Linked DNA regions of Sus scrofa: region 2 is linked to region 1. A link is a contact called in public Hi-C data. All regions are on one chromosome and are shown on one strand. Each heading gives the region's core, a stretch centred on a gene start, on an enhancer-like site or on the middle of the called end of the contact. The rest is flanking DNA. Distances are from core to core; before and after follow the strand shown. Region 1 has its middle 11 kb from the start of TAC4. Region 2 holds the start of PDK2 (pyruvate dehydrogenase kinase, isozyme 2).

Evidence for each region. Hi-C and Micro-C count contacts between places; a contact is called where the count stands out from the background.
Region 2: a contact with region 1 is called in a Hi-C map of retroperitoneal adipose tissue, with 2.2 times the contacts expected there. The contact joins the promoter of PDK2 here to the enhancer-like site in region 1. A contact is called at or near these places in 11 of 47 Hi-C or Micro-C datasets (embryonic fibroblasts, epiblast stem cells, fetal skeletal muscle and 7 more).

What each region holds. Positions count from the first base shown.
Region 1 is chr12:26,034,680-26,037,577 of Sscrofa11.1, reverse strand. No RefSeq gene overlaps it. Among named protein-coding and RNA genes, the nearest start is that of TAC4, 11 kb to the right of the region's middle. Within about 2 kb of position 1,382, at least 14 of the 83 cell types and tissues checked have an H3K27ac peak or open chromatin away from gene starts, as enhancers often do. A contact at or near this core is called in embryonic fibroblasts, omental adipose tissue, retroperitoneal adipose tissue and 1 more, where this site is marked.
Region 2 is chr12:26,273,099-26,275,996 of Sscrofa11.1, reverse strand. It overlaps PDK2 (pyruvate dehydrogenase kinase, isozyme 2), which reads right to left and starts at 1,435. Exons shown (of 11, transcript XM_021067148.1): 1 at 1,178-1,435. The coding sequence starts at 1,295.

The DNA of each region.
Region 1 (2,898 bases), core at 133-2,632:
GAAAAACCATAAGGTGTATGGACATCCTTTGTGAGGCTGGGGCATGAAAGCCTCTCCCGGGGAACCGGGAGCTCCTGACCCCCACCCTGGCCCTGCCCATATTTTGGTGCATCTGTTTTCCTCCATGTTTAAAATCCCAGAAAGGCCCTGGGCAGGGTGTGGGTGCTGGGAAGGGTTAAGGGTGGTTAATCACCCTGGGCTGGGGGCGGGGTGGCGGTGGGGCAACCCTCAGTAAGGATGGCACACGTGGTACACTAGTGCCATCTGGTGGCTACAGATAGTAATGCCGGTGTTATTTACTGGGTTGAGAGGAGCCAGGAAGGTGGGGAAAGCAGGAAAGTGGAAGTTAAAGGAAAGGAAGGAGACGGAGAGACAGGCGTTAGGAAAAGGGGCGGGGGGCGGCGGGGGAGAAGTTCCCGTCGTGGTTCAGTGGTTAACGAATCCGACTGGGAACCATGAGGTTGTGGGTTCGATCCCTGGCCTTGTTCAGTGGGTTAAGGATCTGGCATTGCAGATTGTAGATCGCAGACACAGCTGCAGATTGTAGATTGCAGATGCGGCTCGGATCCCATGTTGCAAGAGGAAAGATGCCGAGGACTGGGCCTCTCAGATGTTACCACTGGCCCAGGGCTCCCAGAGGCCATAGGGGACCCCACCCACCAGGCCACCAGTACAGGAGTTTGAGCCATGAGGCCTGAAGGTCAGGAGACAGATCCAGTGGGTCAAACCAGGGGTTACTCCATAGCGACCCCCAGATTTTTTTCTTTTTTTTTTTTTTTGTGCCCCGCCCCACAAAGCATATGGAGTTCCCATGCCAGGGATCTGAGCCAGGGATCAAATTCGAGCCTAAGTTTCGACCTAAGCCTCAGCTGCAGCAACAGCGAGCTGGATCCTCAACCCATTGTGCTGGACTGGGGATCAAATCTATGTCCCAGCACTCCCAAGACACCCATGATCCGGTCGCGCCACAGCGGGAACTCTGGGACACCCCCCACCCCACCCCCGCCCCAGGTTTTAAGGCCCAGCCCCTTGAGCCTTCAGCTCTAGGCCCCCCAGATACCAAGGATGAGGTGAAATGGTCCCAAGAGCCCTGGCCAAACTGGTCCCTGGAAAAGGTTAACTACAATTCCCCCAAGGACGCAAATGACAGCAAACACCCTGCCCACGTGCCAGAGTGCAGCACACACCCTCCAGGCCCCGTGGACACCCATGACACGCACCTGTGTTATGCAGATGGCTTGGGCCGGGCGGGGTGCAGGGGGCCCCCACCTCACCCTCTTCCCTGCTTCCTCTCAGGGGCGGGAGGCAGAGGGGGACTTGTTTACCACTTCGGCTCAGGCAGTGCTGATGAGCTCAGACTGGCCCATTGCCCTCCCCGGGCAGGGCCAGGCCTGAGTCATGGGGGTCAGATGACGGAGGAGGCTAAATGGGTCCCATCCTGCAGCCCCCAGGAGCTGCTGGAAGCCCCACCCTTCCCACCTACCCCCGCAACAGAGGGCTGCCCTTCCAAAGCGGTCAGGCACTCCCGGGCACACGGGACCGGGGTGGGGGGACGTCCTGAGGTTCAGGCCACCACCAGCCCCTCCCCTGATCAGAGGACAACAGGGCGGATGGCCCCCTTCATCTCTGCCCAGCCAGGTCCCCTGAGCACGCCTCCAGGAGCAGGACTTGCCCTCTGGGGCAGCCTGGCTCAGGCCAACGCCCTCCCAGAACGCCAAGCACCCCCTCAGTCACGTGCAAGGCCCCCCCCCCACATCTTGGAAATAAATGAAATGCTGAAAAAAAAATGGTTGTGCTGGAAACGATGGTCCTGCTTCCTGAGCCTCGGGTTGGCTCCACTGTCAGATGAGGGGGAACCAGTGTTCCCCAGTGGCACGTCCCAGTGTTGTTCCCGGGGCTGCAGCCGATGAAAGCTCAGAGGAAGCGCTGAGCTCAGGCCCCCAACAGACCTGCAGGCCTTGGAATTACCTGCCAGTTGGAAAACCCACGCTTTGGATGGCAGCGTAACCAAGCTCAGGTCCAGGCACCTGCCCCCACCTTCACGATGTGTTGTTGTCTTGTACAGTCCTTTCCAATACTGTGGGCCATTTGATGTCCATTGAAAATAAATTTTTTGGGGGGGTCACATCTAAGCAGAATTTTTTTTTTCCTTTTTTTTTTTTGGCCACACCTGAGGCATGTGGAAGTTCCCGGGCCAGGGATTGAATCTATGCCACAGCTGCAGTGGTGCCACATCCTGAACCCACAGTGCCACAGCAAGAACAGCTCCTTTTCGTTTTTAGTTGAAAATAAATTTCCTCTTTTTTGTTTTGTTTTGTTTTGTTTTGACTTTTTAGGGCCAGACCCACAGCCTATGGAAATTCCCAGGCTAGGGGTTGAATCAGAGCTGTAGCTGCCAGCCTACGCCAGAGCCACAGCAATGCCAGATCCAAGCCACGTCTGCAACCTACACCACAGCTCATGGCAACACCAGATCCTTAACCCACTGAGTGAGGCCGGGGATTGAATCTGAATCCTCATGGATACCCGTCGGATTTGTAACTTGCAGATTTGTAACAACAAGGAACTCCCCGAAAATAAAGTCTTAAGGGATTTAAATGCCTTCCCCACCCCTTTTCATTTTTTTGCGAGTTTCACCAAAAGTACAATTTCCATGGGACCCTCCCTCCTGGTCCCAGTTCACTCCACCATTGGGCCAGCACATTTACGCAGGGGCACACAGGGCCACACAGGGCCTACATTGCTGCCTGGGTTTGGATGCGTTTGGCCTCATCTCCCCAAGGACCACTGGCCCCTTTGGTCAAGCCTGGAGCCCTTCACTCTTGGCACCCCTCGCCCCCCAGCTCCCCACCCAACACTCCACACATATGGCACAGACTTGGACACACAAGCAGGTTC
Region 2 (2,898 bases), core at 186-2,685, 240 kb before region 1:
AAGGTCTGCTTCCCCTGCTGTACCCCATCCTTCTGAAGGTCTGCTTCCCCCGCTGTACCCCGAGGGAACCAGACTCTACCCTGAGCCCTTCCCAGCTGTGACAGTTCTGTAACTGGGGTCCAGGCCGGGCTGGGCAGCTGCAGGGGGTTGAGAGGGGGCTCTGGAGGCTTTCCTACACGGGAGGAGCTCAGGCAGACAGGTCTTGGGGAACAGGTGCCCCGTGTCCTGACTGCCACCTTCCCCCGCCTGCCATCAGTGACGCAGCTGTAACCTGAGCCAGGCACTGTCTCTCCTCAACTCTTGAGAGAAGGGGCACCCCCCCTTCTAATCCCCAGCTGGCACCATGGAAACACGGTGGGAACAGACAGGGACCACACAATGCCTGTTTCAGTCACCACGTTGGCACAGCCTTGCTCTGGCTCCAGAGCCACCCCCAGAATGGTGGTGGTGGTGGGGGGTGTTAGGCCACCCTGGCACAAGAACCCAGGGGCAGCCAAGGGTGGGTACAAGGCACCCGACTGCACCTCACAGCGCCCCAGACCCCTGCCCAGCTGGAGACAGATGGCCAGGCCACAGCAGATTTGATCTTCAAGTGTCCTTGCCCACTGGGACAGCTGGAGGGCAGCTCCTTCAGTGGGCGGAGGTGTACTGGTCAGGGTGTCCCTCCTGTTGACTCATCTGAGAGAGCCCCTGCCCCCAACTGACCCCTCCACGTCTGCCCTGCACAGGTCTCCTTCCAGATGGCTGTGCCTCCCAGCCCTGCCTCCTTACAGCCACCAGCATCCCGGCCCATTTCTTCTCTGACCCTCACTCTTAGAATCGCCAGAACAACCCCAGGAACCCTTTCGTGCCTTCCAGCCCTAACATCACCGCCTCACTGCCCCTTCCTCACCAAGACCCCTCACAAAGCCCGAGAAGATACCTCCGATCCCTCCTCAGCGCCCCCACTTCCCACTGCCTAGTCTCTCCAGCCGGGGTGCCCTAACCCTTTTAAGGCCGGCTGCCTCCGGCCTCTCCGTTAACCCTCTCCTGCCTGGACCCCTGCAAGCCAACCCTTCCCGTCACTCGGTCTCTCTCAACCTCCGTGTTAACCCTTCACGGCCAGGACGCCTTCCTCCCCCCCAGCCCCCCCTCCCCCGCAGGTCCCGGTGGCCAGCCGCCTCCCGCCCCCTCGTACCGAAGTCCAGAAACTGCTTCATGGACAACGGGGACGGGGAGAACTTGCTGAAGTGCTCGATGTACTTGGGCGCCCCTGCCAGGGACGCATTCTTCAGTAGCGCGCGGACCCAGCGCATGGCAGCGGCGGCCGCGCCTCGGGCTCGGGCTCGGGCTCGGGCTCCGCACCCCGCGCGGGCAGCGTTGGCGCTCGGCTTGGCCCACTCGGGTCCCGCGCCGCCCAGGCCGCCTCCTCCCCACCACCGCCCTGGCGGGGCTCCGAGTCCGGCCAATCGGCTCGTCGCGGCGCCCCGACGTCGCCAATGGCCGCTCACAAACAACTTCCGGAGAGCCAATTGCCTCTCGCCCCGGCACGTGGCTGCCCCCTGGGCCCGCCCCCTTAACTCCGTGTTTGCCCGGAGCGGCCTGTTGTTTTCGGGAGGCCGGGCGGAGAGCCCGCCTCCCGGGTGTCACCCCGCCCTTCCTCCTCCCCGCCCATAGGGGTTAACCCCTCCCTTCCCAGAGGCTCGTTATTCCCATACCTATTCTACTCCTTCCTTTCCCCGCTCCCTCCTCAGACTCCTTCACGTCTCGTCTCTGAGATTGTTCCGGTAGCTGTCAGCGCACCCCATTTCCTCCCAAAGTGTCCCGATTCACCTATCTTGATTCCCATCTGCTCTCCCTTAGGGGGTCTAGTGGGTTCCCAATTCAGATGACAGTGACTCAGATTGAATGTTTGCTAACTTCGGGATCTGGATGCGAGCCCACGTCAGTCCCTCGTATCACAAAGATCCAAGCAGCTCATGAAAAGGCGGCATGTTGCTTTTCCAGTTAAAAAAGTCAGTCAACCTCCTAATTAACACCTGGAGGCGGCAGAGGCAACCCTTACCATCAGTGCTACAATGAAGTTTTCAAAAAACTTTTTTTTTTTTTTTTTGTCTTTTTAGGGCCGCACTAGCGGCACATGGAGATTCCCAGGCTAGGGGTCAAATCGGAGCTGTAGCTGCCGGCCTACGCCAGAGCCACAGCAACTCGGGATCCGAGCCGCGTCTGCGACCTACACCACAGCTCATGGCAACGCCGGACCCTTAACCCACTGAACGAGGCCAGGGATCGAACCTGCATCCTCATGGATGCTAGTAAGATTCGTTTCCGCTGAGCCACGAGGGAAACTCCCAAAACACTTTTATTTTTTTATTCTCTTCTCTTTGGACCTAAGAAAGCAACCTTTTTCGCTCTGAGCGTTCTTAGAGAAAGGTCCTGGGAGATGATTGGTGCTGGAGGCGGAGAGCCCGCCCTTCCTCAGCCAACCGGCTCTCTCGTGGGAACCCAGCGCGCGCCCTCTTGTGGTCGAGAGCGGTAAGTCCCTCGCTTCTCCCCCCACCCCCTTGAGGTGTTTTTCGCTGTTCAGTCGTGGGCTCACATTCACCAATGGCATAATAAATTTTAGGCTTTGTGCTGGGACAGGGAAAGAGACAAGATTGGGACACTGCCTTTTCCTTCGATCGTTTCATTTCTCAGTCTGGGAGAGAGCTGCATAAATAAATAAATAGTTATAACAGAATATGATTATAGCCTATGCAGAGCTATGAGCAAGGCCTCACAATGAAGGGGACTCTCTTAGCTGAATGAATAATAACCTATGTGCCAAGCACTGTTTGCATTCATTATCTCATTTACTTCTCAGGACAGCTCTATTGTGCTATTATTATCTCTATTTTGTAGATGAGGAAACAGGTTCAG